Regions from separate parts of the Mus musculus genome. Here all the other regions are linked to region 1. A link is a contact called in public promoter capture Hi-C data. All regions are on one chromosome and are shown on one strand. Each heading gives the region's core, a stretch centred on a gene start, on an enhancer-like site or on the middle of the called end of the contact. The rest is flanking DNA. Distances are from core to core; before and after follow the strand shown. Region 1 holds the start of E530011L22Rik (RIKEN cDNA E530011L22 gene). Region 2 holds the start of Gorasp1 (golgi reassembly stacking protein 1). Region 3 holds the start of Csrnp1 (cysteine-serine-rich nuclear protein 1). Region 4 holds the start of Tmem42 (transmembrane protein 42).

Evidence for each region. Promoter capture Hi-C pulls out the DNA fragments that hold promoters and counts their contacts.
Region 2: a promoter capture Hi-C map of cranial neural crest shows a contact between it and region 1. The contact joins the promoter of Gorasp1 here to the promoter of E530011L22Rik in region 1. A contact is called at or near these places in 2 of 39 promoter capture datasets (cranial neural crest and pre-B cells).
Region 3: a promoter capture Hi-C map of second pharyngeal arch cranial neural crest shows a contact between it and region 1. The contact joins the promoter of Csrnp1 here to the promoter of E530011L22Rik in region 1. A contact is called at or near these places in 2 of 39 promoter capture datasets (pre-B cells and second pharyngeal arch cranial neural crest), 1 of 484 Hi-C or Micro-C datasets (B cells) and 1 of 9 other capture datasets (adipose tissue).
Region 4: a contact with region 1 is called in a promoter capture Hi-C map of embryonic stem cells, with 5 times the contacts expected there. The contact joins the promoter of Tmem42 here to the promoter of E530011L22Rik in region 1. A contact is called at or near these places in 3 of 39 promoter capture datasets (cranial neural crest, embryonic stem cells and liver), 3 of 484 Hi-C or Micro-C datasets (all in embryonic stem cells) and 1 of 115 datasets of contacts at active chromatin or transcription factors (embryonic stem cells).

The regions. Positions count from the first base shown.
Region 1 is chr9:121,758,371-121,762,101 of GRCm38.p6, forward strand. It overlaps E530011L22Rik (RIKEN cDNA E530011L22 gene), which reads right to left and starts at 1,573. Exons shown (of 1, transcript NR_033503.1): 1 at 1-1,573. It overlaps Zfp651 (zinc finger protein 651), which reads left to right and starts at 1,663. Exons shown (of 6, transcript NM_001166644.1): 1 at 1,663-1,855. The coding sequence starts at 1,853.
Region 2 is chr9:119,935,826-119,939,556 of GRCm38.p6, forward strand. It overlaps Gorasp1 (golgi reassembly stacking protein 1), which reads right to left and starts at 1,733. Exons shown (of 9, transcript NM_028976.2): 1 at 1,633-1,733. The coding sequence starts at 1,692. Ttc21a (tetratricopeptide repeat domain 21A) reads left to right here and starts at 1,781. Exons shown (of 29, transcript NM_028735.3): 1 at 1,781-1,925; 2 at 3,342-3,471. The coding sequence starts at 1,899.
Region 3 is chr9:119,982,134-119,985,864 of GRCm38.p6, forward strand. It overlaps Csrnp1 (cysteine-serine-rich nuclear protein 1), which reads right to left and starts at 1,646. Exons shown (of 5, transcript NM_001357562.1): 1 at 1,486-1,646. It overlaps Gm33800 (a long non-coding RNA gene), which reads left to right and starts at 1,712. Exons shown (of 4, transcript XR_871355.3): 1 at 1,712-3,731.
Region 4 is chr9:123,019,566-123,023,296 of GRCm38.p6, forward strand. Tmem42 (transmembrane protein 42) reads left to right here and starts at 1,761. Exons shown (of 3, transcript NM_025339.4): 1 at 1,761-2,005; 2 at 2,601-2,747; 3 at 3,274-3,731. The coding sequence starts at 1,814. The coding sequence ends at 3,408.

The sequences.
Region 1 (3,731 bases), core at 323-2,822:
AGTCACTCAGCTTTAGGGGTCTAAAGCACCCACCTCTATCATGGTAATGAGTGCTCTGGCCCCTAAACCAACCAACAGAACTTGAGGTTGTGGCCTAGAATCCTTCCTCTGCTCCCATCTTGTCCCTCCAGTTGGCTGTACCCCATGTCCAGACCACTCAGTTCTGCAGCCATGAACACAACGGGGCTTCTGGCTTTTGCAGCTGTTGCCAGTGACAAGCCCAGTGTGCCCTCTTGCCCTCAGTCGGAGTTCAGAGAACCCAAATGAGACAGCAGGGGGTGGGGTAGGGGTGTCACTCCTTTACCTTAGCCAAGGCCAGTACCAGCTTCTTCCAACCTCCCAGCACAGCGTCTACATGTTTTCTCTCTCTGCGGGACTCTCCTTGTCCACCCAGTAGGTAGACAGCCCTGCCCTTCCCACCTCCCAGGTCAGTGCAGCAATCAACTGGGTCAGACGAGAAACTTGGGTTTTGGGAAGTGTAGGAGACATCATCGGTAATTGACAGGTTCACAGCTTCAGCCTAGAGCCTCAGATTCGGGAACCCAGGTAGGGGCATGCCCTGCGCATGTGAAGGAAGGGGCTCTCCTCACTGTCCCTACCTTTCTTCACCTACTCAGCTTCCTTGCTCAGGGGTAGTCAGCCCATGTCCAGTGAGAGATCCTTGCATTCTGAGGGGACAGACCTTCGACTATTTGATGACACCTGCTTGGCTCCAGAGAAAGAGCTACAGCACACCATGAGGAAGGCGCACACCCAAGGAGACTGCTATGGCTGGAGTGGAATGGCCCGGCTGGAGCAGTGTTGGGAGAGTGACTAGGCTGAACAGTGGGTAGGGGTGCGGGGCGTCCGAAGGAGAGACCACGGTGGTAGTCCGTAGTCCCGCCCTGCTGTCGCTCGGCCTGGCAGCGTTCCTTCGCAGCCTCCTGCCAGCACAGCCAGCCCCCTGCCCCCACGGAGCCGGTGCCAGAGCAGCGTTCCGCAAGCCGAGCTGCATCTTCCCAGCGCCGAGGCTGCGCGGAGGGCCCCTCGGCCGGGCCTGGGCCTCTGGCCCCCACCCGGCTGTTCCAGGTAGGTCATCTGAAAGGCTTCCGTCGTTGCGGCGGTTGCTCGGAGGTTCTGCAGCCAGAGGCCCCCAGGTAGGTTCGGGAGACTCAGAGCAAAACGCGTGGGAGGCCGGAGCAGCTACAGACCCCAGACTCACCCCCAAGTCGGAGCAGCCGGAGTCACAGGGGGCGGGAGATGAGCGCGGCTGGGGTACGGGTCCATCAGAGTCGCCTGGCTCAGGGGAGCAGGTGGGTCGGGGGGCGGCGCGCTCTGCTCAGCGACCTCACGCCTACCCTGGCCCCGCCCATGCAGAGCAGCGGGAGGACACCCGGGTTAGACTCCCGGACGAACTTCCCAGCAAAGAAGGGCAGAGAGGGACTTCGCGCGGGAGGGTGGGATCGAGCGGTCCAAACGCTCCCACGTCACCAGCCGGGTCGGTCCGGGGACCCCGAGGCTCTCCCGAGGGCAGCTGCATCGAGACGGCGCGCGTCCGCGCCCCCAGCCAGCACGCAGGGCGGCCTGGCCCTTTAAGCGTCCAGACGGCGGCCCCAGCTGACGCGCGGGCTCCAATCGGCGCCCCGCGCCCCCCGCCCGCCGCGCCCGAGGCTCCCGGGCCGCAGCTGCTCGGCCGGGACTTGCCGCGGCCCTGCGCCTCCGCCCGCCCGGCCGGCCGCGCCCCCGGGGCCATGGTCGCGGGGCCCTGCGCAGGGGCGGCCCCCAGCGCGGCGCTTCATGGAGCGGCCCGGGCCCGGCCCTCGGGGGCAGCGCGATCCTGCGGGGCCCTGTGAGCTCCCAGCGCCGCGGCACCATGGTACGCAGGGCCCTGCCTGTCCCCCCGCTTATCCGCCCACCTGCGAGCGCCTCCTTTCAGAGCGCACGGCCCCTTGGGACCCGGTGCAGGGTCTGGAAGACCTGGCCCCTCCCCCGGGGTCCTCGACCCTATCTGTCCGGTGTGCAGGGCCCAGAGTGCGGCGCGGCGGCGCGGCTCAGGGGTGAAATTCCTGGGGTGGGGGGTGCAAACGCGAAAGGCCGAGGTCTTGCTGCGCACGGGCGGAGGGGGGAGCTTCTCTGCGTCCGGACGGCGCCGCCCCGGGGCTGGTAATGGGGGGAAAAGGGGGAGTCGGATTCCCGCCCGGGCCTTGGGCCACGTGGGCGCTGCAGCCGCTCTGCCGGAGACTAGGATGGATCGCTCCATAGGCGGGGGGCGCCCACAGCTGGAGTGGAAACTCCTGTGTGACCTTGGGCCGGTCCCCTGCCGTCTCTGAGCCTGTTTCCCAGGCCTCTCCAAAGAAAGCATCCAGAAGTCATGAGCCTGTACCCCTGCCGCCGGGGTTTCACCAGATGGCCTTTGGGAGGCAAAAGCTTGGTGGCCTCTGCAGGTGTCCCTCTGGGGGAGGGCTGCGATGCAGCTGGTGTACCCAGGTGTTGAGAAGCCTCCTCAGCTTCAAGGAGCCGGAAGCATCTGGCCAGAGGCTACACAGCTGGTGGGCACTGATCCGGAAGGGGCCCTGCCACTGGCTGGCAGCATCTCTGGTCCATGGCTGGGGAGGCTGCAATGTGACTTTAGGGATGCCTGGGTTTCTGCCAGGCTCAAGTGGCCCTGCCCAAGCAGGAGGTCCCTGGGGAAGCTTTGTAAAGGGAAAAACGGGGACCCCAAGCCTGGAATAAGTGGTGCCATGGGGGGGCCTTTCCCTGCCACCGTCCACCCCCCAGTAGTACAGACACCAGGACCTGCAGGTGCAATGACTGGGAAGGAGGCAGGACCAGAGGGTGTGGTGACTGTGTCTGGATGCTTAGGTGGTTCTCACACCTCATGCTTCCACCCACCTCACTTCCAGGACTCTCCAACTGCCTGTCTGAAGTGTACCAGGCAGAAGGGAAGGGTGCTGGAGTGGCAGGATGGCCACAGCTCCATGAGTAAAGCCTCTCTGGGCCTCAGTTTCTCTAAGAAAGAGGAATTGGTCCCAGAAAATGAATCAGAGTGAGTCAGAGAGGGATGGGCGGGGCCCCGTGCCACGTCCCTGCTGGACGGCCCAGCAGTTCTGGGATAGATTCAAGAATGGGTGGCTGGTGGGGGTGTGAGGGGTGGAGGGAGCTTCAGGAAGGCAACGTCTGTTGGTGGAGCGGAGGGCAAAGAGTGGGCATGTCTTGGGCTGCTGGCCGAGGGCACAGGTTCGAAGCTCCTTGGGGCTCACCCGCAGCTTCTCCTTTAGCAGAATGACAAGGGAGCTCAGAGTCCATGCTCTCTGTCTGGCCCACCCACTGCTGACAGGAGAGAGGACTTAGAGGGGACAGCTTCATCCTGGGACCCCTAAGGAAGGTGGGGTTGTGTCCCCCATTGGGATGCATCGGCATTCACACACTGGAAGCTTTCGTCTCCACAGGCAGAGCCCATGGAGCATCCAAAGCCAGCCGTTGTAGGGCCGGACTGGCCAGTGTCTGCTGAGCCCCAGGCCCTATGTGAGGGATAAGACAGGCCCATCTCTACCACCCGACTAAACAGGACTGTTCTGGGAGTGGGGCAGGGCCTAAAGGCCTGGCAGTCTGATCTGTCAGTCACTAAGGTCCCTAGGGGGCTCTCCAGGAGGTGCGACCTCCAAGACAGGACCAGCCTGGAGCTTCTGCGTCTGGGCTGGGGTGCCGGAGTGTGGCAAACAGAGAAAACAGCCCGTCTTCCCCCAGGACCC
Region 2 (3,731 bases), core at 483-2,982, 1.8 Mb before region 1:
CTTGGGAGTCCTCCTGCCTTTGCGTCTAATGCTGGTATTCCAGGGATGAGCCACCACATCCTATTCCACATAGCTCTTTATGGCCTTCCTTCTCCCCTGTTTGATTTCCAAATATGAGTACTTTGTCTACCATGTTATCTCTAGTGCCTGAAGCTCTGCCTGGCATAGAATATATATTCAAAAACATGTCTATAGCTAGGTATACTCGTGCACATTGTAATCCTGGGATTCGGGAAGTATCAAGAGCTCAAGGCCATCCTACATCAAAAACAGCCGGGCAGTGGTGGCACACACCTTTAATCCCAGCACTTGGGAGGCAGAGGCAGGCAGATTTCTGAGTTCAAGGCCAGTCTGATCTACAGAGTGAGTTCCAGGACAGCCAGGGCTACATAGAGAAACCCTGTCTCAAAGAAAAAACAAGCAAACAAACAAAGGGACTGGAGAAATAGGTCAGCAGTTAAAAGAGCCTATTATTCTATCAGACGACCTGGGTTGAGTCCCCAGCATGCAAGTGTGACAGCTCCCAAATGCCTATAACTCCAACTTAAAGGGATCTAAAACCTCTGGTTTGCACACTCGTGTGCACAAACAAAAACAACACACACACCAAAAACACATCTCTGTAACGGGTCCTCATCCTCTGACCTGATCAACCTGTCCCCCTTTAACCAGCCCCCCTTGCCTTCACTCCGTCCACCACCCCCACCACCTCACTTCCCTCAGCCCTTGTGCAAAGATCCCAAACTCCTGACTTCCCGTGAACCTGTTTTAAAACACCCCCGGTTGGATGCATCCCAATGTCTGCCAACCCCCAAGCACAAATCTTGTCACTTTGATCTGTAAAGCCAATGTGGCTCTCCAGCTAGAAACCGCTTCCCTAGCCCTGACTCCAGACTTCCTTTGACATAGACCAGAGAGGCATAATGGCTCAGGAGGCAGGCGCACGCAGATGGATTTCTGTAGGTTCCAGCCCAGTCTAGCCTACATAGCAAGTTCCAGGCCAGTCGGGGATACATAATGAGACACCCACAAAATAAATAGATAGATAGATAGATAGATAGATAGATAGATAGATAGATAGATAGATAAGATTTAAGAGGAACCGAGAAAGAGCAGCTGAGAGTTTAACAACAGCTTGAACTAAGTACCAAGATCCTGTCTGAAGGAATGAAGGCAGGCAGGCTGACCCAACAGCCAGACAACCTGACAAACCTGCCCGCCTCCACACAGCTCTGCATCTACCTGCTTTTCAAAGGGGCAAAACAGGGGAGCTGAGTTCAAAGATCTTTCTATCCCCAACTCCATACGGCGTTCTTTATCAACCAGACTATACTTCCCAGCAGCCTGTTCGCTCGTACCTCCCTGCAAGTGACACGTAGGGCCCCATCTAGGTCTCGGGATGTTTCACTCTGGGGTCCCAATGCCCACCCTGGCTCCAGTCATTCTGGCCACTTCACCCCCTCTTCAGCAGCTTTCCCAAAGCCCACGAGCTCTCCCAGCCCCTTGCAATGCTCCTTAGAGAAGGGGCCTCGGATCTTGGACGCGCTGGGCCTCGCAAGGCATGCAGGGAGGTCACTGCAGGCCTCGGGGCTGTGCAACCCTCCCTGGTGATCTTCCACCACCCCGGCTCACCCCGTGCAGATGGAAGCCCTCGCCGCCCGCCGGCTGCTCGCTGCTTGCCCCTAGCCCCATGGCCGCCCTCTCCCGCTGCTGCGTGGCCTAGTCACGTGGGGCCAGGCCACGCCCTCCCGGATGTCACAGTTCTTAGCAACAGGCCAGCAGCCAGGTTGCCAAGGACGCGCGCGCCTTAGACTTCCGGCCGTGAGCTGGGCTGCGAATTGGGCGGCCAGAGCTGGGAATCCCGCTCAGCCGGTCATCACCTGAGCCGGGCTGCAGCCATGAGCAGCGATGACTCCTCTCTCATGGTGCGTGAACTCTGGGCCGCCTGCGCTCGGGACTACTTCTGCAGTCAGGACTGCTGCCCTGGGCTAGCTCTCTGCTCTCTGACCATTTCTGCTCTGGGGTTACCTTTCTGCTTTCTCTGGCCATCTGCCCTTGGGCCACCCTCTGCCACACCATCCACCCTGCTGCCTGCCCTCTGGCCATCTCTACTCTTAGGCTACTTCCACCCCCCAACCACCTCTACCCCTCTGTTCACTACTCTGGCAGCTTCTAGAAGTCCTTCCATCTTCCTCAGCTCCCTAACCAAAGCATTTCCCCTCAGTGTCCTCTGCACCCCTAGCCTCAAATTAGCACCCAGACCTGATCCTATCCCCCAAACCAATCCGTGCCTGTCCATTATCGCATCTGCCTCCCACCTAAGCCATCTGTGTTCCACTGCTATGAGGTCTATGCCCACCTCCAACCCTGTTCCTAATCTAACGAGAAGTGTCAGCTTCCAAAGTCTCCAGAGCCACCATGTATCTCTCCCTTAGACACCTCTGGCCTGGTTTCTCTACTTGGGCTCTTTGCACCAGCACTACTGCCTGGCATTACCCATGTGCCACCTGCAGCCACCCACACATCACTGCACGCAACAGCCAGAGTCATTTCTTTAGAATATCATTTGAGGTAACTGGGGATCTGGCTCAGTTCCTAGAATATGCACCAAGCCCTGATAGCCATAAAACAGGTGTGGTGGTAGGTGCCTTTAATCCTAGCACCGGAGAGGTGGGGAGGGAGGGTCAGAAACTCACCATAGTTGAGTTTGAGGCCAGTCTGGGATACATGAACACCAGGCTCTGCCAAAAGTTTTAAAAATCTGAAAACTTCACTCCCCTACTTAAAGCCATTCGAGCTGGTTCCTGTTGATGACCCTGTCTGACGTCTAGGCTCTTTCAAATGGCCCATGAGGCTTTTACGACCTAACCACATCTATCCCCAACTCAACACCCACAAACCTTAGAGGAAGTGAGCTTTTGCTTTGAAATCTCAGCCCCAATTACTGTGTGATCTCCATGGGCTGTGTCTCCCTGGGCTTCAGCTTCTTTAGCTGTGAAAGATACCAAGATGTGTATAGCGGAGGACATGGAGACCCTGAAAATGACCACTCCTCAGTCCCCTTCCTTCCCAGCCTAGGATGAGCCTGACTTGAAGCTTACATGGTGTATTGACCATCCCCCAGTCACCTAAAACCTCTGCCGTAGCCAAACTCCCTGGAGCGCCTTCCTTCCCAGGGCTGCAGAAGGAGAAGGCCAGGCCTGAATGCTGCCTCTCCCTTCCTGTTTGTAGACGTGAGAAGGAATGGGTCACCTCAACAGGAGTGGGTCTCACCCCATCGTGACCAGAACAAAGATGGAGGGACGGGAGCTATGGCAACCATGTTCTTTCTTTTCATGCAGGCTTCGATCATTTACTACAGCCAGGAAAAGTACTTCCACCATGTGCTGCAGGCTGCGAATGTGGGCCTAGAGAGGTACAGCAGCGACCCAGCCCTGCAGTTCTTCAGAGCGTATGGAATCCTTGGGGAAGGTGAGGCATTATTCCTACCCCAGGGGGAAACATCCTAGCTTTTATCTTCTAGCAGCATCTGGATGCCAGCTTCTAGCTATGTTCCCATGGAAACACCCCTGGCCCTCCCAGCCCCCCCCCATTAATGAACAGAAACCTGTAAAGTCTATATATCAGGTTAGCTTTTGAGATCGTGTCTCACTGCCCCCTGCCATGAGGCTCAGTATCCCTATCTATAAAATGGGTTGTTAAGAGAGAGAAGGCTAGGACTGTTTAACCCG
Region 3 (3,731 bases), core at 396-2,895, 1.8 Mb before region 1:
AAAATACTCAGTTCTACCCAGGGAAAACTGCACTTGACAGTCACCCCTTCCTCCACCTTAAGCCAGTTTTTCACATTCATTCATTCATTCATCAATCTAATCCTGGCTAAGCTTCCTAAAGGCCAAACACTATGACAGGCATTGGGCACACAGGTAAAGCACCTACAACTAACACCTCTCAAGTAGGAGTTATACAGGATAGGCAAGAAGGGTAGAACTGGGGACGAGGCAGGCTCCTCTGAAGGAGGGATGTTGGCAGAGTTCCAGATTGGGGGGGGGGGGTCACACTGCATGGTACAGGGACTGGAGCAAGGACAGCCAGTGCGCCTTCTGGTGGCGATGCAACTAAGAGGGCCTGTGTTAGCCCGAGGGCACAGGAAGCCACCCAAGTGCGTAAGTAAGGACTGACAATTCTAGATTTGCATGGTTGAAAGATGGCTCAGCGCCTGAGCCAGAGAGGGTGTGACCCGTAGGACACAGGGTAGGGCCAGGTGAACTGACAGGACAAGCGCAAAGGAGAAAAGGGGGTGGATTTGGTGACAGCTCGGGAGATGTGGGCGGGGCTGTCAAAGATTTGGGGGCAGAGAGTATTGACTTACTCTCTGCAGAAGGCTGAGACTTCGGTCCAGAGATGTTGGGTGGGTAGCTAGAGAGGAGGGAGGAATTCTCTGTTGTCAGGAAGGTGGGCTACATCTGGGAGTGACTGTATCGGCAACCCGAGTGACTAAGTGTGTGGCCGTTGCTGTGGTGTAGGCTTTTCTACAGTACATGAAGGCGAAAGGACCTCCGGGAAGGGGAAACTGAGGAAGGAGAGGAAATGCATGCAGAAGAGGGAGTAGAGGTGCGTGGGAGAGAGCCTACGTGTGCCCGCGGGTGGTCGGTGTAGCTGCGCCCCGGTGACTCACGGCAGTGGCCTCTGAGTGTGACGGTGACAGGTGAACATACGACACAATCCTTCTCCCCCCCGCCTCCCTCCCGGGGTCCGTGACTCACCAAGCCTCGCTCATTCCTCACTCATCCCTCCAAACCCTCCCTGACCCCCGCCTGCCGAGGGCGCCCGGCACACGCCGCAGCTCGGGCACCCTCCCCCTAGGGAGCCCGAGGAGGAAGACGACCAATGTCACCTGCCCCGGCCACGCGAGTAACTTCTGAAAAGTTCTCAGGCAACTAGGTCAAAAGGAAACTCACCCGCGGGCACGCGCGCCCCGTCCCACTGCCACCTGCGCCCGGCTTTGGGGCGCCTGGACATCTGGGGTAACCACAACGAGGCGGGGGAGGGGAAGCCTGCCCCCCCCCCGCCACCTCGCAGCCGTGGGCTCTCACTCCAGGCGCCAGATCTCCAGTCGGGCTCGGAGGCCGGATCCCGGCGTCCCCTCCGGAGGACCCAAGGGAGATCAGCGGGGAGCTGGAGTGACAGCGCCACTCACCCGAGACGCCCCCTGCCCCATTTCCCATCCCGCCGCGTTCAGGAACCGTGGCACTCACCTAAGCTAGCAGGGCTCGCCCAGTTCACCGAAGCCACTCGTGTGCCGGCCCCAGGGTCGCAGCGCACACAGCGACCCGCAGTGCGCTCGGCCGGGCGGCCGTCGGTGCAGCCGGCCCAGGTCTGCGCGTCCGGCGGCGGCGGGAGAGACTGGCTCAGCCCCGGCCCCGCCCGCGGCTCCGCCCTCCTCGTCAGTGGAAAACTCCGGGGCTCACGGCGCTGACGCACGCCGGGCCTCCCGCCAGGCCGCCCCGCAGCCCGCAGCCTTCGGCCCCGCCCCGGAGGCACCGCCCCCTCCCCCGCCTCGAGCCTCCCCGCGGACTGTGACCGGGCCGCGACGCCGCTGCTCCGCGCTCGGCTCCTAAGATCGCGGAGCCGAGCTTCGTGCAGAGCCGGGTCCTAGAGATGCCCGCTTCTCCACGCCGAGCAGTCCCGAGCTGCAGACTGGGTAGACTGAGGCTGCGAGCGATGGAAGCTCCTCCCCTGCCTCCACCCGCCCAGGGCAGATTATTATCAATTCAATCTGAGGACCCTTCCCCGGCCCTCACCCCACCTCTTTTTCCCAGATCCCGCAGAAAGTTAGCTCAGACTGGAGACCAGCCAGGGATGAGGAGAGAAGAAAAGGTCATCCTAGGGCCTGGCCTTCACCTCTGCCCTCGGGCCAGAGCCCTTACTCCGAACAATACCTAAAGTAGAGATTGCTGGAACCAGCTTCCCCACCCCCATCCCTCCTTAAAAAAAAAAAAAAAAAGAATCTGGTTTCTCCTAGGCCGGACCCTGGCTACTTACAGCGGATTGCTGCCTCCTCTGCTCCCGCCAAGACCTTCCTTAGGCTCGCAGCCAACTCCCTGTACTACTAGGCAGAAGAAAGTGTGTTCTAGCAGTCAACTTCTCTCTCAGGAGCCCACCCGAGTCCTCGTCAGCCCACGGCAGGGCCAGTTCGACCCAGTACCTAGAGCGCTTTTCTCTCCCGTTCTGACTGCACCGCCTGGAACGTTTCACCCTCACTCTGCTCACCTGAGGGAATCCCAACAACGTCTAGGATGGCTCAGCAAGGACTGCCTCCTCCTCCTGGAAGCCTTCGTGGAAGCTCGACCCTCCCCCTCCCAGCCCCGCTCCCGCTGCATTCTGGGTTCTTCTGACTGTCCTAGATGAATGCTGTCAGTGGCTAGTCCAACCCTCAGGATTCCATTCTCCCCTCCCCCGGGTGTAGTAGGGAGGTGACCTTCTGTCCTGCCTAAATGGCACCGAGGGTGGGGAGGATGACGGGCCCTTTCTTCAGTCTTCAGTCCTGGATGTACATGTGTACAGAGGACAAGCAGAGTGGGGGTGGGGGAGTCAGCCTGCCCTTTATCTGTGGTAATCTGGGGTCTGAGATCCTCAACACACAGCTTTGGTACACAGAAGCTGCCGGGTGGCTGAGTCTGCTCAGGAAATAGTCTACAGGGCTAGCTGAAGAAGCATGTAGCTCAATGGTAGGGCACTTTCTCAGCATGTGAAAAGCTCTAAGTTTAAACCCCATTTTGAGAACAAAACATGGCAGATCCGTGGTGGTGCAGGCCTTTAACTCCAGCATTCAGGAGGCAGAGGCTGGGGAACCTGAGTTCCGGGCAGCCTGGTCTACAGAGCAAGTTCCAGGACGGCCAGGGCTACACAGAGAAACTCGAAAACAAAACATGACCTGGCATGGTGTTGCACACTTTTAATCCCAACACTCAAGAGGCAGAGGCAGGGGGATCTCTGTGAGTTCAAGGTCTACATAGTGACTTCCAAGAAAGCCAGGGCTACGTATCTCAAAAAAACAAAAACAAACAAAAAAACCAAACCAACAACAACAGAACACCACACACCAGCGAACTGCGCATCCGTCGTCTATGGAGGTGACATAGATTTCAGGGCTGTCCCTCCAGGCCCCACATTTCCCTACCACCAGATTCAGCCCTTGCTTCCTTTGCCTGCAGATTTACCGTTCTTGATGACCCAACAATCTTGACACCACCGCTCTTCCTCCTTCACCAGCAGAGGGGTTTTAGAGACTGGGTCTCATGTACCCCAGACTGGCCTTCATAGATTTTTTTTTTTTTTTTTGGGTTTTGGTTTTTCGAGACAGGGTTTCTCTGTATACCCCTTGCTGTCCTGGAACTCACTTTGTAGACCAGGCTGGCCTCGAACTCAGAAATCCGCCTGCCTCTGCCTCCCGAGTGCTGGGATTAAAGGCGTGCACCACCACGCCTGGCTAGATTTTTTT
Region 4 (3,731 bases), core at 511-3,010, 1.3 Mb after region 1:
TACACTGTTGCCCACTTTTTCTCTACAGAGCATGCATAAGATGTGTGAATTAGTTGTCTTACTTACTTACCTTACTCTGCCAGAACATGAAGGTCATTTCTGTTAATTACCTTTATAATCCGTGGGATAAAGTCTTTGACAGATGCAGCTTAGATTTGTTTTAGCTTCTCCTATCAGTTGTTGCCACACACTATCTCCATTATTAAGTGGAATAGTACAGTGAGTACCCTTGAGTCTCAACTTCCTTATCTGCAAATTGGAGTGGTTTATACCACATAGGACTAATTGGGATAATCTATTCTTTTTATTTAAAATTTAATTTTATGTATTAATGTGTATCTGTGTTCAGGTGTATATATATGTACATGAGGATAGGTGCCTTTGGAGGCCAGAAAATAGTGGAACCCCTGGAGGTATGAGGTTGGGAGGCACTTGTGGGAAGGTTGCAAGCTGCCTAACTGCTAAGCAATCTCTCCAAACCCCAGTAATCCATCCTTTTATTTCATCCACAAAACCACCCGCATGAGAAGCAAGGTAGCATGTAAGAATGTCCATGAAAAAGCTCTTTAACAGGGAATAAAGTGTTTCTTCCAAGCCCCATACATTAAATATTATTTGTATTTTATATATCAACAAAACAAGTTTTGCTGTGTAGCCCTGGCTATGTAGAGCTATTTAGAGCAGGCTGTTCTCGGACTCACAGAGATCCACTTGCCTCTGCTTCCTCATGTGTACCAACCACCACACTTAGCTCACGTTATACACTTCTACAGCTCTCCTTTAAGGAAATGTATCCCTAACATATATCCATACACACTGCCATTGACTGAATTCAGGATTTTTCATGTATTATGGAAGCACTGAGCTATAACCCCAACTCTCCTTTATTACAAAAACAAAAACTTTTTGAGAGTCTCAAAAAGTCCTTGGCTTGCTTAGTACCTCTCTGTTGGTCAGGCTGGCCTCAAACTCAGTAATTCTACCTCAGCTTCAGAAGTGCTAGGATTACGGGTGTGTGCCACCATGCCTGGCTGCCAGCCCTCTCAAGTGAGACAATGTCTCCCTAAGTTGCTCAGGATGACCATTAACTGCCTCAGCATCCTAAGCATCTGGAATTACCGACAGTAGATGACATTTTACGGTTTGTTTGGGTTTTTTTTTTTTTTGGTTGTTTTTTCAATTTTTTTGTCGTTCTCAATTACTTTACACGAACTTAGAAGTGACTGTGCTTCTGATGGTCCAGGCAGAACAAACGTTTTCCCAAACAACGTTCTGTCTCAAGCGGCCGGTCTCCAGATCCATCATCTCCTGCGTCCACGAGGGAGCAGAGGTGCTTTGAAGGTGCAGCTTGGCTTCAGGATTAGCATGTTAGGTGCGCATCCATGTAAAGTGGCAGACCTCCCCGTCTTCTCAGAAGCAGGTTCCCCTTGACTGCAGGGCTCTTTCAGAAACAAGGTTACTTCCGCCGCAGGTTCTCCTCGGAGATAAACTCCCCTCCTCCCCAAGTTCACGTCAGCAGATTCCTCTCTCACAGTAGGTACCTCTCGGTAGCACGCTTCCTTCAGTGGCGCACGGTCCTCGCTACCGGATTCCCATCCCCCAGGTTCGCCGGAGCCGCAGGCTCTCCTTAGTCGCGGGTTTGCACACGCTGCAGGGTATGGGCTCCAGATTCCTTTCATTTGTAGGCTCGGCTCGGCTCGGCTCCGGACTCCACTGCAGCAGATTCGCCTCACTCGCCTGGCTCCGCCCTAGCCGGGCTCACGGCGGGTGGCGGCGTGCGTGGCAGTCGGCCGTGGCGGGCGCAGCGGGCCTCATGGCGGCCGGTCCGCAGTCCTCGGGTGCCGCCGTGTCTGCGGCCGCTTACCCTGACTCACCCGTGGAGTTACCCGCTCGCCTACAGAAAGGCGCGATGCGGCGCCGCTTCTGGGGCGTGTTCAACTGTCTGTGCGCCGGGGCGTTCGGGGCTCTGGCCGCCGCCGCCGCCAAGCTGGCCTTCGGGAGCCAGGTGCAGCCCGGGGCGCCACGCGGGGGCGGGGCGGGGGGAGGGCGGGGCGGGGGGAGGGCGGGGCGGGGGGAGGGCGGGGCGGGGGAGGGCGGGGCGGGGCGGGGAGGAGGGCGGCTTAACCTGGGTTCCCGCCTGCGCCCATGTTGGACCACCTGGTTTTAGGCACTGCCTCCTGGGGGAGGACCTCGAAGCCCACCTCTCAGTTTAAGTCCCCTTGCCATAGCTTTTTTAGCACGTGACACCTAAGGTGAGATAACCGGTTGCCCATCTCTTCCTGTCCTTGGCAAGAGTTCGGACTGAGCGCCTGCGGAGCTTCTGCATCAGAGAATTCGATCCTGACCTGAACAGGGGACTGCTTGATATAGATTTCTGGCGACTTACAGTCCTTTTGTAAAGTCATATCTTTCCAGAAGGCTACTCAGCTACAAGAAATTTGAGGTCTTCGTGGAAGATAACCCTGCCCCCTGTCTGCAGGCAAATTCCTCTGCCTATCAGTCAGGGTCCGCATATGCTTTGTATGAGACGTGTAAACATCTCCCAGTCTTTCAAGGTTATGCCCATGGTGGTTGTAGCTCAGTGACACTTTCTCCTGCAGGTCAATATTGGCTTATGTGTCTTAGGCATCGTTGCCATGGCAAGCGCCAATTCTCTGATGTGGACCTTCTTTAGCCGGGGCCTCAGTTTCTCTATGTCTTCAGCCATTGCATCTGTCACAGTGACTTTCTCGAACATACTTTGCTCGGTGAGTAGCCTGGTGACCTTGTTCTTAGGGTTCTTGGTGAGTTAGTTGTCCTTGGGAAACCCCTGATTTTCCAGGCTCTAGAAAGGACAGGGAGTAAAACAAAAGTTGGGCTGTCTCCAGGCAAGGAACAGTTAAACATGGAAAACTTAGGAGTGAAACCTATGTCACTCTGGGATAACACCAGCTATCTCAATCAAGAACTCTAACATTAGCTATGGGGTCTAGGGGGTCTGGTCAAGGGAACCCAGTCTTGAATTGGAAGACAGCTTAACTTGGGTTTATGATTACTGGGTACTAGCTATGTCCGTACTGGCCCTACCTGCTAGCCTGCTGAGCCTCAGTGCTCAGCTGGGGTGGTAACCTCTTACGTCCACAGAGGAGACAGAAATACGTGGATTGATCATGAAGGTGGTTGCTGGATGCAAAGCACCAGACTTTGGCCTCTAGCCCCTCAGGAAGAAATCAGCCAAGGAATGGTGGAGCCTACCAGGGTAGGCCAGGTCCCTTACAGCTGTCTCTTCCACAGGCCATCTTAGGCTACCTGCTGTATGGAGAGTGCCAGGAGATCTTATGGTGGGGAGGGGTGTTCCTCATCCTCTGTGGGCTCACCCTGATCCACAGGAAGTTTCCACCCACCTGGAAGGAGAGCAAGGAGCAGTGAGGCCAGTCGGTGGATAGACCAGACCCACTGTAAAGAGAACCATGATACCCAGCCAAGGGTTGACAAGTTGGGCTGCTTCCAGGGCGGCCTGGGAGTGCAGCCCTTAAGTGTCAGCCACATGGAGATGGTGGACCAGCCACTGGCCTCTGACCTCCTCACAGCCTGGAAAGTTAAAGCATTAGCTCCTGTAAGGGGAAGCTAACCACCACAGTATGAGGCCCAAGTCCTTCAGTGTTGGTATAGTGCCTTGATTCTTGTGCACCAGGGAATATTGGAAGACTCTGTGATCATGGGTTACACAGCAACATGGCAGGTACCTGAAA